Regions from separate parts of the Zea mays genome. Here all the other regions are linked to region 3. The links are chromatin contacts, called in public Hi-C maps. All regions are on one chromosome and are shown on one strand. Each heading gives the region's core, a stretch centred on a gene start, on an enhancer-like site or on the middle of the called end of the contact. The rest is flanking DNA. Distances are from core to core; before and after follow the strand shown.

The links. Hi-C and Micro-C count contacts between places; a contact is called where the count stands out from the background.
Region 1: a Hi-C map of tassel shows a contact between it and region 3, with 4 times the contacts expected there. The contact joins the promoter of LOC100274112 here to the promoter of LOC542116 in region 3. A contact is called at or near these places in 8 of 25 Hi-C or Micro-C datasets (bundle sheath, ear, endosperm and 4 more).
Region 2: a contact with region 3 is called in a Hi-C map of ear, with 3 times the contacts expected there. The contact joins the promoter of LOC100275248 here to the promoter of LOC542116 in region 3. A contact is called at or near these places in 9 of 25 Hi-C or Micro-C datasets (bundle sheath, ear, leaf and 3 more) and 2 of 3 datasets of contacts at active chromatin or transcription factors (leaf and seedling).

The regions. Positions count from the first base shown.
Region 1 is chr9:100,092,098-100,095,904 of Zm-B73-REFERENCE-NAM-5.0, reverse strand. LOC100274112 reads right to left here and starts at 1,903. Exons shown (of 7, transcript NM_001148491.1): 1 at 1,827-1,903; 2 at 1,551-1,732; 3 at 1,355-1,462; 4 at 572-661. The coding sequence starts at 1,832.
Region 2 is chr9:99,665,822-99,669,661 of Zm-B73-REFERENCE-NAM-5.0, reverse strand. It overlaps LOC100275248, which reads right to left and starts at 1,788. Exons shown (of 13, transcript NM_001353870.1): 1 at 1,445-1,788; 2 at 1,196-1,285. The coding sequence starts at 1,675.
Region 3 is chr9:99,907,857-99,911,456 of Zm-B73-REFERENCE-NAM-5.0, reverse strand. It overlaps LOC542116 (superal 1), which reads left to right and starts at 1,284. Exons shown (of 2, transcript NM_001329492.1): 1 at 1,284-2,167. The coding sequence starts at 1,530. The coding sequence ends at 2,144.

The DNA.
Region 1 (3,807 bases), core at 654-3,153, 180 kb before region 3:
ACAAAATGTGACCAGCATCATGCATTGTTGATGAAGAACAAGCTCTGTGTCAGTGTGTGTTGTGTTCATTCGCGTCAGGAGGGGCAACTAAATAAACCCTAATAAGCATTCAGAAAATTGATTAGTGTGGCTTTATTTTTATTTTCATACTTTTTGTTAAATAACATATTGCATTTACTTGCCTTGTAGATTGTTTTTGAAATATGTTCCTAGGTGAACAAAACTTGAATAGGCATATTGCTCAATACAGTAAAATGGAAGCAGATGATAAGCAGAGAGGAATTTTCATTCCAAGCCATTGACAAAATTGTGGGTCTTATACCACTGGTTCAACTCTAGCACAGTATTACTGCCCACTTTCAGAACAATGTTGCAAATTAGCAGCATGTTAAGGACAAAATTTTCAAACCAGATACCAGTGACATTTCCAGGGCAACTTTGATGAACTAGTGGCACAAGACTCGTTAGCTGAAAATATTGCCTTGACTAGGACCCTAAAACGCAATAATCTCAAGCAGAAAACAAACCAAGCACTTATTCAATAAGAAAACAGCATAAAACAGATACCTACTTTGCACCTAAGCAGTCCATAGTACAAATAAATGGTACGTTGTCATCTCCAAGTCCAGCAATGACTGGCTGGCAAAAATATGGCCCGAATCTGAAAGTTTCATGTGTCATGATAAAAGTTAAACAAACATTGCCAATGAAAGTTTCAGTATTTGAAGATAAAAGCTAATTTGCAGCAACTACGGATTAAGAGGCTTGAAATCCAGTCCTTATATCAAACAGAATCTTTGTGCACATGAACATAATTACCTCAGTTACCCAGATAACGATTTAGTTTCCTCTTATGCCTTGAAGAGAAAAATTGCAACATGAAACTCTAATTATAACAAGACTCCATTTTTAAAAAATAGACTACGAACTTGGTTTATGTGGAGCTAATTCTGGATACATCATTGTTCATGGCTAATAGAAAATAGATGATATCTCATAGCTTAACAGTTTATTGTATATAAGTAGTAAATGTACTATATAAAGTGTATCTGAAGTACTCTGTCAGTGGAATGGTCGGTCCAAAAGGCAAAGCATTTCATATAAAGATCTAGTTTCGAAGTTCTGCATCCCCAAATACCATCACACATCACAGTATACGGTATTGATGACTCGCACTAACTTCCTATGACCAAATCCTCCAGCAGCATGAGCATAAGCCAACATAACCAATAAGTTTTGCATTTATTTGCAGAGTCCATGCTCTGGCAGGGCATAAAAAATTAAAACAACTACCCAGAAGGTCTATCCAGTATCCTACACAATTCCACCAAAAGTACGATAGCAAAATTCTCACCTCTTCTCGTAGAGGAGCGCAGAGACAAGGCTGGCAAAGGTCTCGGGCTTCATGTCCCTCTCCTCCCGCAGCTGATACAGCTTGTGCCTGAACACCAACCGCTGGTACCTGCAGAGGGACCCAAAATCCTAAGCTGCCGAAACGAAGGCAACAGCCCGTGTGTAGAGGAGGGGAGAATTCGGCAACTGCGACTCACAGCGTCTGGGCGTCAGTGGCGAGCCCAGAGAGGCCGATGTAAAGCTTGTCGTGGACCTTGAACACCCGCTGGAAGTCCGTCGCGATGGTCTGAAGCTGCACGCCCAGCCGCCGGTCGCTGGCGATCGCGAAACAGTTCTTCCCCACCATCGCCACCACGGCGGACCCATTATACTCGAAGATCTGCGATGGGTAGGGGGGGCGAAACGGTAAGGAATTCGAGATCCGGGGCGAGGGGAGGACGGCACGGGAGCCAGCGGGGAATCGGGGGACTCACCGACATGGCCAAGGCTGCGGCGACGGCGAGGTCGCGGAGGAGGGTTCGGGTGGATGCGTCGGCGACGAGGATCGGAGGGGAACTGGGGAAGTAGCGACTGGCGACGGCGGTGGCCTGGTGGGCTTATCATGGAGGCCGGGTTGGGCTTCTTTGTGCACTAGAAGGTCCACCGATGCCGGCTCGGGAGCCGCGTGAGAATTCTGGGGCCGTAAAAATACTTTTTTGCACTGTACTGTTTGAAGAAAAGTGAAATAACAAGTTTTTGTACACTGTAGTTAGCAGATTACACATATAGCTATGCAAAACAATTGTTTTGCACTACGGAGTAATTTTAAAATAGATGGAGACAAATAAGCGGTTAGTTAGTGATAACCTTATATCGTATTTAAATGTACTAGAGATAATAGTTAGTTAGTTGAAAGTATATAAAGAGTCTATCTAATAGTTCAACTATTAGCTACTTTTAGCAAATTAGCTAATAATTAGCTAGATATTTATTAGCTAGCTAATTTCGCTAGTAACTAGGTATATAGGGATGAAAACGGACGGAAACGGACAGAAAACTCTTCTCCTGTTTCTGCTCCCGCAATTCATCATCGGAAACGGGTTCGGGAGCGGAACAACCACAGACGAAATTCGGTCGAGTTTATACGGGTTTACGGAAACGAACCAAAACGGCTGAATATTAACCGAAAACAGACGGAATTTGCCTCAACGGAAAAAATTGACCGGAAACAAACACTCACAAGGTGTTGTAGCCATAGTCCAAATTCAATAGTCCACTAAACAACGAGAAAATAAGTCCACATTACCACATGATTACATGACCACATAGCCACTGAACAACAGAAAAAATAAGATTTCTTCATAGCCCGCCATCTTCATTCATGAATTGGAAATCACTATACCAACATTGATCCTACATTTTAGAATACACGTGTATAAGTAATTGCAAATGATAGGTAGCAACAAGCAGCCAACCAGCAAGTAATCCTTGTTATTGCGCTGGTGCCTTGAACATAGTAAATATGGTACTCCCTCCGTTTCGTTTTAATTGTCGCTGTATCCAGCGACAACTAAAAAGAAACGGAGGGAGTAGTGTGTAGCATATCTATATTAATGCATAAAAGCTTCAAACAAACCGTAGGCACTCGTCACAAGGCACCAACGTAGCTCGTCAATCAGCAGCATCTCGGCTGCCCCAACCACCCGGTGCCGCCCCCAATTTCACCGTCCGTGCGTCCGCCAAAACGGATGGGTCCTAGGGACCGTCGGTACACAAGCACAACTACACAAGACAGAGGAGCTAGCCAGCTAGGTGCCTAGGTGTGCTGGTCTGCTGGGGTGCTTGCTGGCTTTGTTGCTTGCTGCGCAAATGCAGGCTGTAAGCATGTGCGTACTGGCGTGTGGTGTACCTGAAATCTGGCAATGGACGAGGACGACGACCGGTCAATGGCGTCCTGCTCCTACGTGTCCGAGGCCCAAGCTGGAGGTTGGAGAAGGAAAACTGGAGATGTGTGTCCACTGTGTCCGTGTCGTGCGGCGTCCGACTGCCGAGTCAATTCAGTGGAGCCGTGGTCTGTGGAGGCCTATTGGGCTTGGCCGCTTTGGGCCTGGCGGGAGAGATGGCTGACAGATGACCACTTCGGGTTGTATCCGGGTTAAATCCGGAAATATCCCGACCTAATACGAGATCCCGACAATTCGAACGGAAAATAGTACTTCCCGTTTCCGTCCCGACCCCGCAGACTTCCAACCCGTAACCCATCCCGAACCTGTTTTTTCTGAAAATCTGAAAACGGGCGGGTTAAATGTAGAAAATGGGTCGGGTCGGAACGAGATTTTTTCCGTCCATTTTCATCGCTATAGGTATATGCCCGTGTGTTGCAACAGGTATACTTATGCAGTCATAGGTCATTGTTTAGTGAGGTAATCAACCGGCAGGGTGACACTTGTGTATGTATAGATCATTGTTTAGTGA
Region 2 (3,840 bases), core at 539-3,038, 240 kb after region 3:
AAGAATGAGAACATTCCGTGTGTGGTTGAAACGTGTGAGAAATTGTTAGTCTACTATACAGATTAAAATCTTCAGTCTTTTTCGACCACGAGGCACGCCTCAGTCGCTTAGTCTGCATTAAATGGTGAATAGACTGAAGGGGCAGAATTAAATGCAGAAGTAAAAATTGTTGGAATTGACCATAGAAAATGGAATGTCATAATTTGTCTGTAAAACAGAGAAATATTGTCTTGGTAGATAAGATTTCTTGGTTTTTGAGGTTGCAAAGCACAGAAACGACCTGAGTGAACCTGACACTCCTACCAAACATGATGTCCAGCATGCTTCATAGTTATCTATAAGAAAAAAATGCCCTTTGCCAGAATACAATGGAGAACAACATATGCCCGGACTCCATTAACTGACATGAGTATGCAGCTATTACAGATTTTCCAAATAATAGCATGCTTAATGCAGATTTTGGTTGCACTGATAACAGTGAAACACGCATTGGTCCATCAACCTTGGTAGATAATCTAACGCCTCTGGCTAATTTTCAATATTCTTGTTTTATGTGCTCACTTTGTTCCTGTTGAAAACAATCACAGACTAATATGAATGGATGCTTTGTGCTTTGCAGTGTAGCGTGTCCTATTCTGGGGTCAGTGTGACCCATCAACACATATTGATCATTGCTGTATCTCAATACATCTGTAGTGGAAGAGCTAAGTTTTCTTTCACATTATAGCACTTCATCAAGCAATTTTTTATGAATTGACAAAGTAACCACAGGGAGAAGGCGACAAAGTGGAGGCCAGGTGATAATAATAGCTAACTTACATACCCAATCCCACATATGGAGCTTGAAAATCTTGGCATTTGATCAGATAACGCAGAAACATCCTAGGCATGCTATCTGTTCCAAATCAGTGTGGAACTTCTGTTCAATACCTTCGCAAGCTTATCTAGCTCGATGAACACTCCACTGAAACACATTTTAATTTTATGGAGCAGATCCTAACGCTCTCTAAAATGCACATATGCCAAGATCAATCCTAGTTCCAGATAAACGCTAATCTAATCCACGTCTCCTCTTTCCGGAGCCCAACCCAACTTGCGGATTGAGTCATCAAAACCGAGATGAGCACGAGCTCTGAGGAACATAAGAAGCAGCGCGAAGGGAGAGAAGAAACGAACCAAGAGCAAAAAGGCGCACCTCCTTCTTCTTCCTGGCGAGGTTCCAGATCCTCCAGGTCATGTTCTCCAGCCGCGTGTTCTTCTCCTGCGGGCTCCGCATCGCGTTCGCCTGCGCGCACCACACACAGGTCGATCAACCCATCCCGTGGATCACCAGCGATGAAGGACGTAAGCGAGCTGCGAGCAGCAGCACCAGGGACTGGGACTGGGAGCGCGAGCTCGCCCACCCGCACGCAGCGCACGCGCGAAGGAGCACGTACGTACGTACCCGGAGCCAGGTCTTGTAGAGGTCGGTCTCGTCGTAGCCGGTGATGACCTCCTCGACAAAGTAGCGCGCGGGGGAGAAGTGGCCGCGCTCGCGGAGGAGCAGCGAGGGCCGGTCCCCGCCCCAGCCTCCGCCCCGGCCCCTGACGGCGCCCGCGGCCGCGGCCGCGACGCCCTTGCCGGCATCGAGGATGGCGTCGAGATAGCTGTTGATCCAGTTGTCGTTGCCGTACATCGCCGCCGGCGAAATCGAGGCGAATGGGGGCCGCGCGGCGGGTGCGGGTGGTGGCGAGGGCGAGGGCGGCGACGGGTAAAGAGAGGAGAGCAACAGAAATGGAAAGGAAATGCGGCATGGAACTGGAAATGGGCTGTGGTTATTGCCCTCTGCTGCCTGCGCCTGTGTCAGCGGGTGCTTGGATTCGTGTGGTATCAACCGTTCGATCTGGATCTGACGGCGAAGTTCTGATCGTATATCTCAGTGGGAGCGCTGAGCGCGGCAGCGCTTTTTTGTCACTGTGCTGCTGTGTGTTCGCGCAGCTTCTTGCAACTTGGAAATATGATATTTACAGCTATAACGTCGAAATCAAGAAGATGATGTATGGTATACTTCTCATGTCATATTTTGGGTCGGAGTTCATGATGTAACCCCCTGATGCTAACGCTGAAACAAACGAGAAATACGTCTGGCTCGCAATTCGATCGGTTTCTCCACGGAAAACCAGCTCTTCGTTCACTCAAATTCACAAGGAAATTAGCGCGCCAAAAAAATAGAATTGGCAAGAGATTCGTATGGTGGTAGCTTCTGTTCCGGCTGTTGGCGACTTGGCGTCCACTCCCACACACACACACACACACACAATAATGCATCCATGTGATAATCAATCTGGTATAGTACGTACGCGCTACGCATACCAGATAACCATTCGCTCATTTATTGTTTTTTTATCTGGAAAGTCTATGTCCTGCTCCGTATGGGAAAAAAGGCATTTTCGGCTGGTATATATTCCGAAAAGGATAATACAATTTGAATCCGAGTCATGTGACGCTGCAACTGCAATCTGCTTGCCACTGTCACTGTGTGCTGCCGCCGAGGCGCTGAGCTGATTCGGGGGGCTTTTCGGGTCCTGCCAGCGCCAGGTGTGAGCGCGGCCGCAGGCAGCAGCATCTTTTACCTTTCCCGCTTGCCAAGGCAATTGAACTTGACCCGTGCAGGGCTCCGGCTCTTATGGATGAAAATGGTCTAAAACGATAGAAAAAAACATATAAATTTAACTTGTTTTCATATATTTTTTTACGGTACGAAAATGGAAACATAAAACCAACTGTCAAAATATACAATAGTTATCGTTGCCGTAAATTCTATTATTCGAAAGAAATAAACTTTAGCCGGAAAGACAAATATTTTATAATTTCCACAAATACATAATAAAGTGATTATACTTTTTATTAAAATACACAAATAACTCTTCTTCATCGTTCATATTATTCAGAGTAATTATATCTTTTATTTTTCTCTTCATCATTCACTTGAATCCAACAAAAATATATTACTTGCATAAATTATACTCTAGATGTACATCATATTATATAAAAGACAGTAAAAACGGTATTATCATGACTCGAAAACGAAAATACGAAAATGATTGAAAAACTAGTTAAATTGTTTTCGTACCTTTTCTAATTGGTTTTCGATCAATTCAAAAACGAACAAATAAAAACTATATTCCGAACGAGATAGTACGAGATTTTCCCAATCATGTTTTCATCTCTACCGGCTCTCCCTCGCCGTCGTCATGGCGCGTCACAGACCATGCCATTGCTAGCGACACGAGAATGGAACCGGATGACGAGACTGACTGCTCGTTCTGTACCAATGAATAATCCTTTATTCTTGTTTAGCGATTGGTCAACCAAAACCGACTATACAATATGCAAGACGTCTTTTTTTTGCTTTTTGACCTTTTTTTGGAAAAAAACACAATTATGTCATTTCTAGTTTGAATTCAGAAAATAGCCTCTTAACTCGGCGTCATTATTATTAATATCGAGAATACACGTTTCGGCGTCAATATAAGGCCCCGTTTGGTTTGGGGTGACTAAAGTTTAGTGACTAAAGTTTAGTCACTTTTAGTCTCTAAAGAAGCAAACATAGTGACTAAAGTGGGGTGACTAAACTTTAGTTCTTTAGTCACTAAGGGGTGACTAAAAGGGACTAAAGTAGTATTTTTACCTTATTTGTCCTCTCCACTTTCTTCTTATAGCAAACATCCATTAATTAATAGGGGTAAAATAGTCATTATTCACAGCAATTAATGTTCTTTAGTCCGGTTTAGTCAATGGAATCAAACGGGGTACTTTAGCGACTAAACTTTAGTGACTAAAATTTAGTCTAGTGACTAA
Region 3 (3,600 bases), core at 35-2,534:
TACGCGACCTTGTGCTCTGGCGCGAGGCAGATTACTGAATACATCTCTAATTTTAGGTAGCATGGTTGGAGACAGTCTAAGGCGAGCGGGCGACCAATAAATAGGCATAAATGTCGTGGTCATCTTTTCTAAGAACAGAACAAAAGAAAACGTTTTAACCAATGACAAATGTGAGTAATTCCACCTAAACTTTAAGAGTGAGTTAAAAATACATACTAGATTTTGACTGCTTATGGTAGAGTTGGAATGTTTGGCTAAAATTTTATAAAGCTAAGCTAGATTTTGTAAAGTGAAGCAAATCTAAACGCTCCTTAACAAAATGGCTTATATTCTCGATAGAATTGTTAGAATCCGAAAAGAGAAAAAAATCTTTAAAATTGACTTGAAATTGATTTTCGCTTTTACTAGAAGCATATAAGAGCAACTCCAACAGCCTAGCTAAATCAATTAGTATCGGTAAAAATAGAAAAACGGCGCTCAAAACTCGATCCAACACTCTTTCTTCGCTTTTCTTTCCCGCTAGGCATCCTGTTAAGATCGCTAATCATCTTTGGTGAGCACACTCAGCTCACCATCTCCGTTCCCGTGGCTGTGAGCTTGCCTGCATATACGATGAACACGGATTGACCGCAGGGGCGACGCCAGAAAATAAAGTTATTGGGGTCTGTTTTACTAATCATCATCTAAATACACTAGCTAACAATATATTTGTATAGTATTTCTTAAATTTTATAGGGGTCAAGTGACACCAATAAAACCCCCTAGCTTCGCCTCTAATTGACCGGTACAACAGTTCAAAAAGGCAAAGAACAAAATAGGTCACGACGCCACACACTTTGCTGGGTCTATCTCACGGTACCTCTTTTCAAGTTGCTTGAAGTTCTTCTTGGCAATCGCAGTCTACAACAACAACGCCAAACCGACAAGTGATTGATAATGTTGTGATGATAGATATGCAGTATACAGTATGTGTGTAGTACCTTATCTCGTACTTTGACGGTCGGATCGGTACCTCGAGTGGCGGTCTGTTGTCAAATGATTTCCACAAGAATTATAAAGAGTTTGTTTTACCTTAATGTTTAAGAAGTTGTCTATTTTTTTAAGTTCTCATGAAACTCTAAATTTAGCTAGAATTATACATAGACTCTTGGAGTTGCTCAACACATGATATTTCTTCTTCTAGTTTTAAATGCAGTGGTTTTGACCGGATCTATAACGTTTATACCACGCGCTGTAGCACGATCTACGGCCAGGACACGGTCGCCACACGACGACTCCCACCCGCAGCCACCGCACGGCCGTGTTGGCACCAAACCGCGTGGTGGTGTTAGGCTCTTCGCCCAGATCAAAATCGAATCGATCCCCCAACCCGATCGCCTCGTCGTCAAAAAATCCCCATTCGTTCCCCTTCTCGCCTCCACGAGCCTTCACAAATTGCCCTCTCAGCTCTTCTCCTAATCTCACTCTAGCCCTAGCCAAATCCCAGACCCATCCCAGCCCTAGCGACACCAACCAGCTCGCCAGCGACCATGGGGAACCCGGAGAAGCTGATGAATCAGATCTTCGACCTCAAGTTCACCTCCAAGTCGCTGCAGCGGCAGGCGCGCAAGTGCGAGAAGGAGGAGAAGGAGCAGAAGCTCAAGGTCAAGAAGGCGATCGAGAAGGGCAACATGGACGGCGCCCGCATCTACGCCGAGAACGCCATCCGCAAGCGCACCGAGCACATGAACTACCTCCGCCTCGCCTCTCGCCTCGACGCCGTCGTGGCCCGCCTCGACACGCAGGCCAAGATGCAGGTCATCGGCAAGTCCATGCAGTCCATCGTCAAGTCGCTCGACTCCTCGCTCGCCACCGGGAACCTCCAGAAGATGTCCGAGACCATGGACAATTTCGAGCGCCAGTTCGTCAACATGGAGGTCCAGGCCGAGTTCATGGAGGGCGCCATGGCCGGCTCCACCTCCCTCTCCACGCCGGAGACCGAGGTCAACAGCCTCATGCAGCAGGTCGCGGACGACTACGGGCTCGAGGTCTCCGTCGGTCTGCCGCAGGCAGCCGCCCACGCCATCCCTGCCGCCAAGGATAAGGAGAAAGTCGACGAGGATGACCTTTCTCGCCGCCTCGCCGAGCTTAAGGCCCGCGGCTGAGAGGTTGTTTCAGGCTTTATCAGGTGATGATAGATTCATCCTAGCCCCCCGTGACCTTAGCCTATGTTTTGCTGCGGTAGCCTTTGATCATTGTTGAAGAACTGCTATCGTGAATCGTGAGTGTGATGCTTTATAAAATTGTGCCCAATTGCATGTGAAGGTGGTCAGGTATGTATATCTACTACCTGTTGAACCAAGCTTTTTAGCGATTTGAGTTGTACTCTAGAGCAGATAACTTTAGCAAATAATGGCGTACCTTAGCAATGGTATAAGAATTTCACAGGAATTAGTTCAAAAAATACAGGAAAACACAGGATTCAAGAAATAATCCATTGTTCCTAAGGAGGCCTAAGACGAACAATATATATTGTGGGTTCTTTTCTTATATCTTGCACTTACAAATGACCAAATATAGCTGTTAGAGCTAATGTTAATGAGCTTTATTGTCTGTATATGCCTAAAGCAGTATAGCACTCCCTAAAACCACTATCATGGATGTTAAGTGGTTCACAGGCTTGCAGTGCTATAATGAAACCTGATAATGCCGTCGATGGAAATTTCTCTAGGTAGCATCTTAAAAAAGTGGCTGGTAAGTTTATGTTATGAAATAACACTTGCCATAATAATATATTTGTGATTGATGACTGTGAGGACCATGCACTTATGTGATTGTGTCTGGTAATATCCAAGCTCTGTTTGTCTTAGTGAGTCGACCACATGAATGCCTATTATGTTCTGCCACACTCACCTTCCTGTTCCATTAGCTGCTAGTGCCAACTGCCAGCTAAATCCTAAGCGTGTGTTTGGAAAATATTGAACAATAGTGTAAATGCATAAAGCTTGAACCTTTTTTTACTGTTGATGGTACTGTTACATGATTCTGCATTGGCTCAACCATATAGGCATGAACAAGTATGAGATGAAGCTGGGTAGAATCGTAGTAAAAAATTAACTGATTAGTGTTTTATGCCTGAGGTGTTCCAGTAATAAGATTGATAGTATAGAAGTAGGGAACTGTCACTGTCTTGAATCAAAGAAACTGCGTGAAAGATAATGGTTTCTCTTTGCTGTAAAAGGTTATTGTTTGCACCACAAAGTTAAAGTTACTATGCGACTGGCTCTATACCAGGACCATAATATTATCAATCAATTCATAGCATGTTCACAGAATAAGAAGAGGCTGTGCAGTGTGTGTAAATTTGTGATGTAGTGTGCCTCTGTTAGAGAAAAATTCCTATTTGGCACTAGAAAACTTCTGCTTTCGTATTTCACAGAGGTGCCCCCCCCCAAATGTTTGTGTATTTACTGTTATATTGCTTACCCAGGTGTACAAAGAATATTTCTGAAGGCACGCATTGCATTTTGCACACTCGTAGAGTTTTTTTTTTTGTCTTGCATATAAATAGCATCGGCTCAAATTCATACTTCCTGAGCAAATTCTGTTAACTCTGTTCTG